2 separate regions of the Danio rerio genome follow, and region 1 is linked to region 2. Evidence: chromatin contacts called from public Hi-C data. All regions are on one chromosome and are shown on one strand. The core of a region is the stretch at or near the end of the contact, and the rest is flanking DNA. Distances in the headings are between cores, read along the strand shown.

Region 1 (2,959 bases), core at 84-2,583, 51 kb after region 2:
TGTTCATTTCTATGTTGAATAAAATCAAGTTTGTAGGAATTCCTATAACTAACATGTAAAAGATATAGCCCTTTTTAATGGTAATTTGCTGTAAGAAAGAAAAAAAAAAAGAGTTAAGTCTTGTAAAGTGATAATAATGTGATTTACTATGCAAAATTACAGTAACATATTGTGACATTCTGGGAATATTTTACAGTGTAGGGCACGCAAATCACTAAATCTTCCCCTGCTAATGATATTAACCTTTCAAGGCTGCTTTTATTCCAGGATTTCTCCACAAGGAAAGAAATATATAATTTATATATTTCCTTAATCTATTGAACATCCTCACTTGGGAAATATTTAAAAAATTCTAAACCTTTCATAAAATTTACTTTAAGTAACATTTATTTCGATAAATGATACCTGAACACCAAATATTACATATTAGAATGATTTCTCAAAGATCATACAACACAGATCAAGACTGATGTAATAGCTGCTGAAACATTACATGTATATTTGAATAAATCAAGATCAAATTTGAAATGAAAAGACTGATTTTGAAGATTTCTAAACACTCAAACAAGTTTGTGAATGCTTTTGGTGGAAAATTTATATTATATAACATGGATATTTAAAAAATAATATCGAAATATTTTTGTAAATGTGATAAAAACACTATTTGAAAAAGTAGTAACATCACATGCCAAGCATAATACTGGAAGACCGTAATGGTCGGCCACTAATTAAAATTGTGAATGGGGTGCAGTTTGTGCCTGAAATCTGCCTTTCTGTCTGTTTGTCCTTATGCCCTCCTCTCTCCATCAGCTCACAGATGGGCCACAACAACCTTCTGTTCCAGCAGCAAGATCCCAACAAATAATGAGAAAGAGAAACAGGTAGAGAAAGGGGAACAGAAAGAAGAAATTAAAGCGAGGTGAGCAGAGAGAAGAGAGAGAGAGGTGAAGGGACAGAAAAGCAGACTGGAGTCTCACTGCCTTGTGACCAGAATGAAACAGAAAGCCTCAGGCAGATGTAAAGAAGAAAAGGAGGGAGGAGGGTGAAAGCGGAAAAGAGGGGGAGTCAGCCTGAGAGTAAGAGGAAGGTAAAACGACTGAAAGAAATAAATAGAGAGAGAGAGAGGAGGGGGGAGACTGAAGAGTGTTGATTGGCTTGTATGAAAACACATGACTGCAGTGGGGAGCCTCTTGCTCAGGGTGAGTGGCTCTGCTTCAGACCAAACCACATTAGATGAAATGAATCCATTCCCCAGCCTGTTAAAGGAGTGCGAGCCTCGCTTCCGGAGAGAGAGAGAGAGAGATAAAGGAGGGGCGGATTGAGTGGCAGGAGAGAATGGGGGAGAAGGAGAGGGAAAAGAAAGAAGGAGAGATGGGGGCAGGAGGAGGCCAGCACATACACATATGGTGCCTGAGACACTCTGCTCTGGAGATTACGGCACATTTTAGGTCAGGACAATAGAGAGCAGTGGAGAGCCTTTACGCTGCCGTTGTGGACTCACATAACAAACACTGCCTTGTGCTGGTCTGCAGGGGCCACTGTCCAGCTCACCGCTTCTACACTCACACACAAATGAGGAAAATGAATTGAGAGGGAGAACAGTATATGGTCATGTGCTTGGTTGTCTGTCATTTTTAACTTTGTTTTTGAGATTCAGCTATAGGTAAAGTTATATGTTGTCTGGTAAAATAGTTAAGGGCAAGTTTGAGTGTGTGTGTGCTTATACGCTGTGGCTTGGTAAACGATGATATGCTCATGGATTATGTTTTTAAATGAAATATTACATTCTCAGATAAATGGAACAAAAGCTTAATGTTTTCAAGTGGTACTTATATATGTAACAGTTCAGCGAAATCATTAGTCCAGCTGTGAAACTGTCATTCTTTTTCCAAAAATCCCCAAGTGCTGTATATAAGAGATAAGTTGAAAGAACACTTTTGTGTGTATCTCCCTGCGTTCACATGGGTTTTCTCCGGGTGCTCCGATTTCCCCCACTGTCCAAAGACATGCGGTACAGGTGAATTGGGTAGGCTAAATTGTCCGTAGTGTGTGTGTGAATGTGTGTGGATGTTTCCCAGAGATGGGTTGCGGCTGGAAGGGCATCCGCTGCGTAAAAACTTGCTGGATAAGTGGGCGGTTCATTCCGCCATAACATTTATTTAGATAAACAATTCTTTAGATAAATGTTTATCTAAAGGTAACATTTATTCAGATAAATGATTTAAGATCATACAACACTGGGCATCAAGACTGAAATAATAGCTGCTGAAAAGTTACCTTCAGTTGAAGTCAAAATTATTAATCCCCACTTTTTTTTTTCTTTCTTTTTTTTGTTTTATATTTCCTAAATGATGTTTAACAGAGCAAGGAAATTTACACAGTATGTCTGATAACATTTTTTTCTTCTGGAGAAAGTCTTATTTGTTTTAGTTTGGCTAGAATAAAAGCAGTTTAAATTTTTTTCAAAAAATTTTAAGGTCAAATTTATTTGCCCGTTTAAACTATATATTTTTGCGAAAGTCTACAAAACAAACCATTATTATACAATAACTTGCTTAATTATCCTAACCTGCCTAGTTAATCTAATTAACCTAGTTAAGCCTTTAGATGTCACTTAAAGTTGTATAGAAGTGTCTTGAAAAATATCTAGTCAAATATTATTTACTGTCACCATGGTAAAGATAAAATAAATCAGTTATTAGAAATGAGTTATTAAAACTATTATGTTTAGAAATGTGTTGAAGAAATCTTCTCTCCGTTTAACAGAAATTGGGGAAAAATAAACAAGGGGATAATAATTCAGGGGGGCTAATAACTCTGACTTCAACTGTATATATTCAAAAAAATCAAAATTCTGACTCTTTCTATTGTAGCTCAAATTCCAAAAAAGACTTTAAAAACATTAGAAAGGCTTCATTTTTGAAACAATAGTACAAGTATGTGAATGTTTTTGGTGGTA
Region 2 (2,700 bases), core at 131-2,630:
TTCTCTGGAATCCTCTCAAGCGGTGGATTTCTACATTCCGATTACTTGCCGCCAAACTACGTCATAGCTCATCACCATAAAATTGACTTAGGCCCAATACCAATTCTAATTTTGCCATAGCCCTTACAACCAAGGGTTAAGGGGAAGGGCTTCAAAATTTACCCCTAAGAATTGGGACAGAACTACAGCACATGCACACGTCATCGCGATCTCATGCTTCCTATGAGATCTCCGATCGTGACTGCTTTAGTTATTCCAGTTGTGCTACTTTTTGGTATTTATCTTCAAGACATCATTGAAGGCATATATTATGTTATCATAACTATGTAATGTGGCAATAAGGTTGTATCTGTACTGTGTACCACACAGTGGCCATATTCTTCTATGCAAACACACGAAAACAGCATTAACATTATAGCAGACACCGGAAAAAGCCCATTCTTAGCCTCTAGACTTTTCTGACATTGTATTCAAGTGTCATCGAGTGTCAGAATGTTGTGGGACTAATATACAGGAGTTATTATTAGTGATTATAGATACCGAAATGTAGCTTTTTTTGCGTTTTAAAAAAAAGCATTATGGTAAAACACGAACGCATTTATGAATATGTTAAAACATGTGCTTGTTTGTTGTAAAAGTTTGTGATATTGACAACAATTACTAATTTGTTGTTCTCCTGACTTCCGGGTTCAGCAATACTGCCATTGTGGCAGGTGTATTCTGGGAAATTTTCTTACCCCTTGGTTTCGAGTGTCATCCTGAAAAATCTTCTTTTGAAGGGCTGTTCAAGCTAAAGAGAATTGGGACATCCCTAACCCTTGGCGTGAACACACAAAACGAGGGGTAGGAGTAAGGGGTAGGTCTAAGGGGTGGAATTGGGATTAGGCCTTAATGTCAAGTCTCCTCAACACCCACACAGGTGAAGACGCGCCGCTCCTCACCACTTATCAGCGCTGGCTCCCTTTGAAGATGTATGACTTTGGGCTACTTTGACGCTCTCGCCACCTTCGGCTACTTCTGCTTCTTCACAAACTAAATCCTTTGCTTTTACTAAGCGAGTCACATACTTAATTCCAGCTAAAACATCATTGAAACAACAGTTACAGTATTATCATACACAATAAATATTGCACAACCCTACTCCTAAACCTTTTTGTACTCAGACCACCTGATGCTCAATCCGGAAATAGCCAAAATGAAGTTTGGAACGTTATCTTTTTTTTCCGTTTCCTCAAAGAAGTGCGAAGCTCATCAGAAACATTGTCATAACTTCACCCGGCTCATTGTCTCTGGTCGTAGCTCTTCCACCCCCTCTCCGTGTTTACACCGAGCCCCTCCGCTTGCCTCAGGATCAGATATGACATCATTTCAGCACAGCTGCGGGCCGCATACGAGGCGTGGAGAGCGAACAATTGACCGGGGGATGCAGGAAGAGCCCACTGACCTGATTGCTCAGCTGGCCGAGCGACTGGGAAGGAAGGCCCAAGGCGGAGCTGTGGATGTGAGGAGGGGTGATGGTGGTGGACACTGGCCCCTATCATCCTCCCCTCCCCCTGGATGCTGTTCTCCTGCCTGCCTGCCTTTTAGAGCCAAAGCAGATTTGTACATGAAAAATGATCTGCAATCTCTGTGGCTGTATCAGCTTCCAGATATAGACGCTCCTGATAGGCCAAATCCCCTTTAAAGAGGGCTTTATCCCGCTCATGGAGAACTGTGCATTCTTTTATCTCTGCACCTCAGTATGTTGGAAATGTGTGGTACATTTTGACCAATCTGTCCCGATCGGCTTGTGTTTAGTTAGCATGGTAGTGCTTAGCGAGAAAGGTTGTTGTTGAAATGTTCGCGTAATCTACGTTGCATTGATCAATCTTAATTATTAGATGCACAGCTGCTGCCTGAATGTGAATCAGATGGATGTTTCATCTATGTTTAGATAGACAGCAGGAGAGGGCACAATGCATATGACCTACCACATGTTCATTTCCATATAAAGAAAGAAGACGCCAGCGTACGATTACTTGGGTATGAGAAACACTTCTCTGGAGGTTATGGAGTCTATTCTTTTATAATTGCTTTTCGTTTGATAAAATATTGTGGATTATTATAATTGTTAATATTTTAATTTGTCTGGTATTTTTATTATAATAATATACAATAAACAATATATATATATATATATATATATATATATATATATATATATATATATATATATATATATATATATAATTTTCTTTTAAAAAAATTAATAAAAATATAATTTTAATACATTAAACTTAATATTTTATCGTTTCTTATATTTTTTTGTAAAAAAAAACTACAAAAATAATGATACAATTATAAAGTTTTGCTTTTTTATAGTATTATATTTATAGATAAATTTAATGAATCAATAATAATAATAGTAATAATACAAATTATTATTATTATTATTAGCATTATTAGCGTTATTATTGTTATTGTTATTATTAGTGTTACTATTATTTTATTATTATTTGTAATAGTAGTAGTAATATTATTACTATTAATAGAAATATTAATATTTTTAATCACAATAACAACGTATATTTTTCAAAAATATCTTTAAACGTCATTTTAAAACGATTAAAAAATTTTCTTAACAACATTGTTTTGAATAATTTTCAACTTTGTTTATTTCTACATTAAAAGTCAGTGAGTTCCAGGACAACACTAACCCTA

Evidence for each region. A called contact is a pair of places that touch in the nucleus more often than the background predicts.
Region 1: a contact with region 2 is called in a Hi-C map of embryo, with 1.5 times the contacts expected there. The contact joins two enhancer-like sites.

Annotation. Positions count from the first base shown.
Region 1 is chr13:33,880,433-33,883,391 of GRCz12tu, forward strand. It overlaps a transcript of zmiz1a not described here. Among named protein-coding and RNA genes, the nearest start is that of zmiz1a, 19 kb to the right of the region's middle. Within about 2 kb of position 1,334, at least 48 of the 62 cell types and tissues checked have an H3K27ac peak or open chromatin away from gene starts, as enhancers often do.
Region 2 is chr13:33,828,916-33,831,615 of GRCz12tu, forward strand. The region is part of intron 1 of LOC141377026 (a long non-coding RNA gene); the gene reads right to left. It also overlaps a transcript of zmiz1a not described here. Among named protein-coding and RNA genes, the nearest start is that of zmiz1a, 70 kb to the right of the region's middle. Within about 2 kb of position 1,381, at least 27 of the 62 cell types and tissues checked have an H3K27ac peak or open chromatin away from gene starts, as enhancers often do.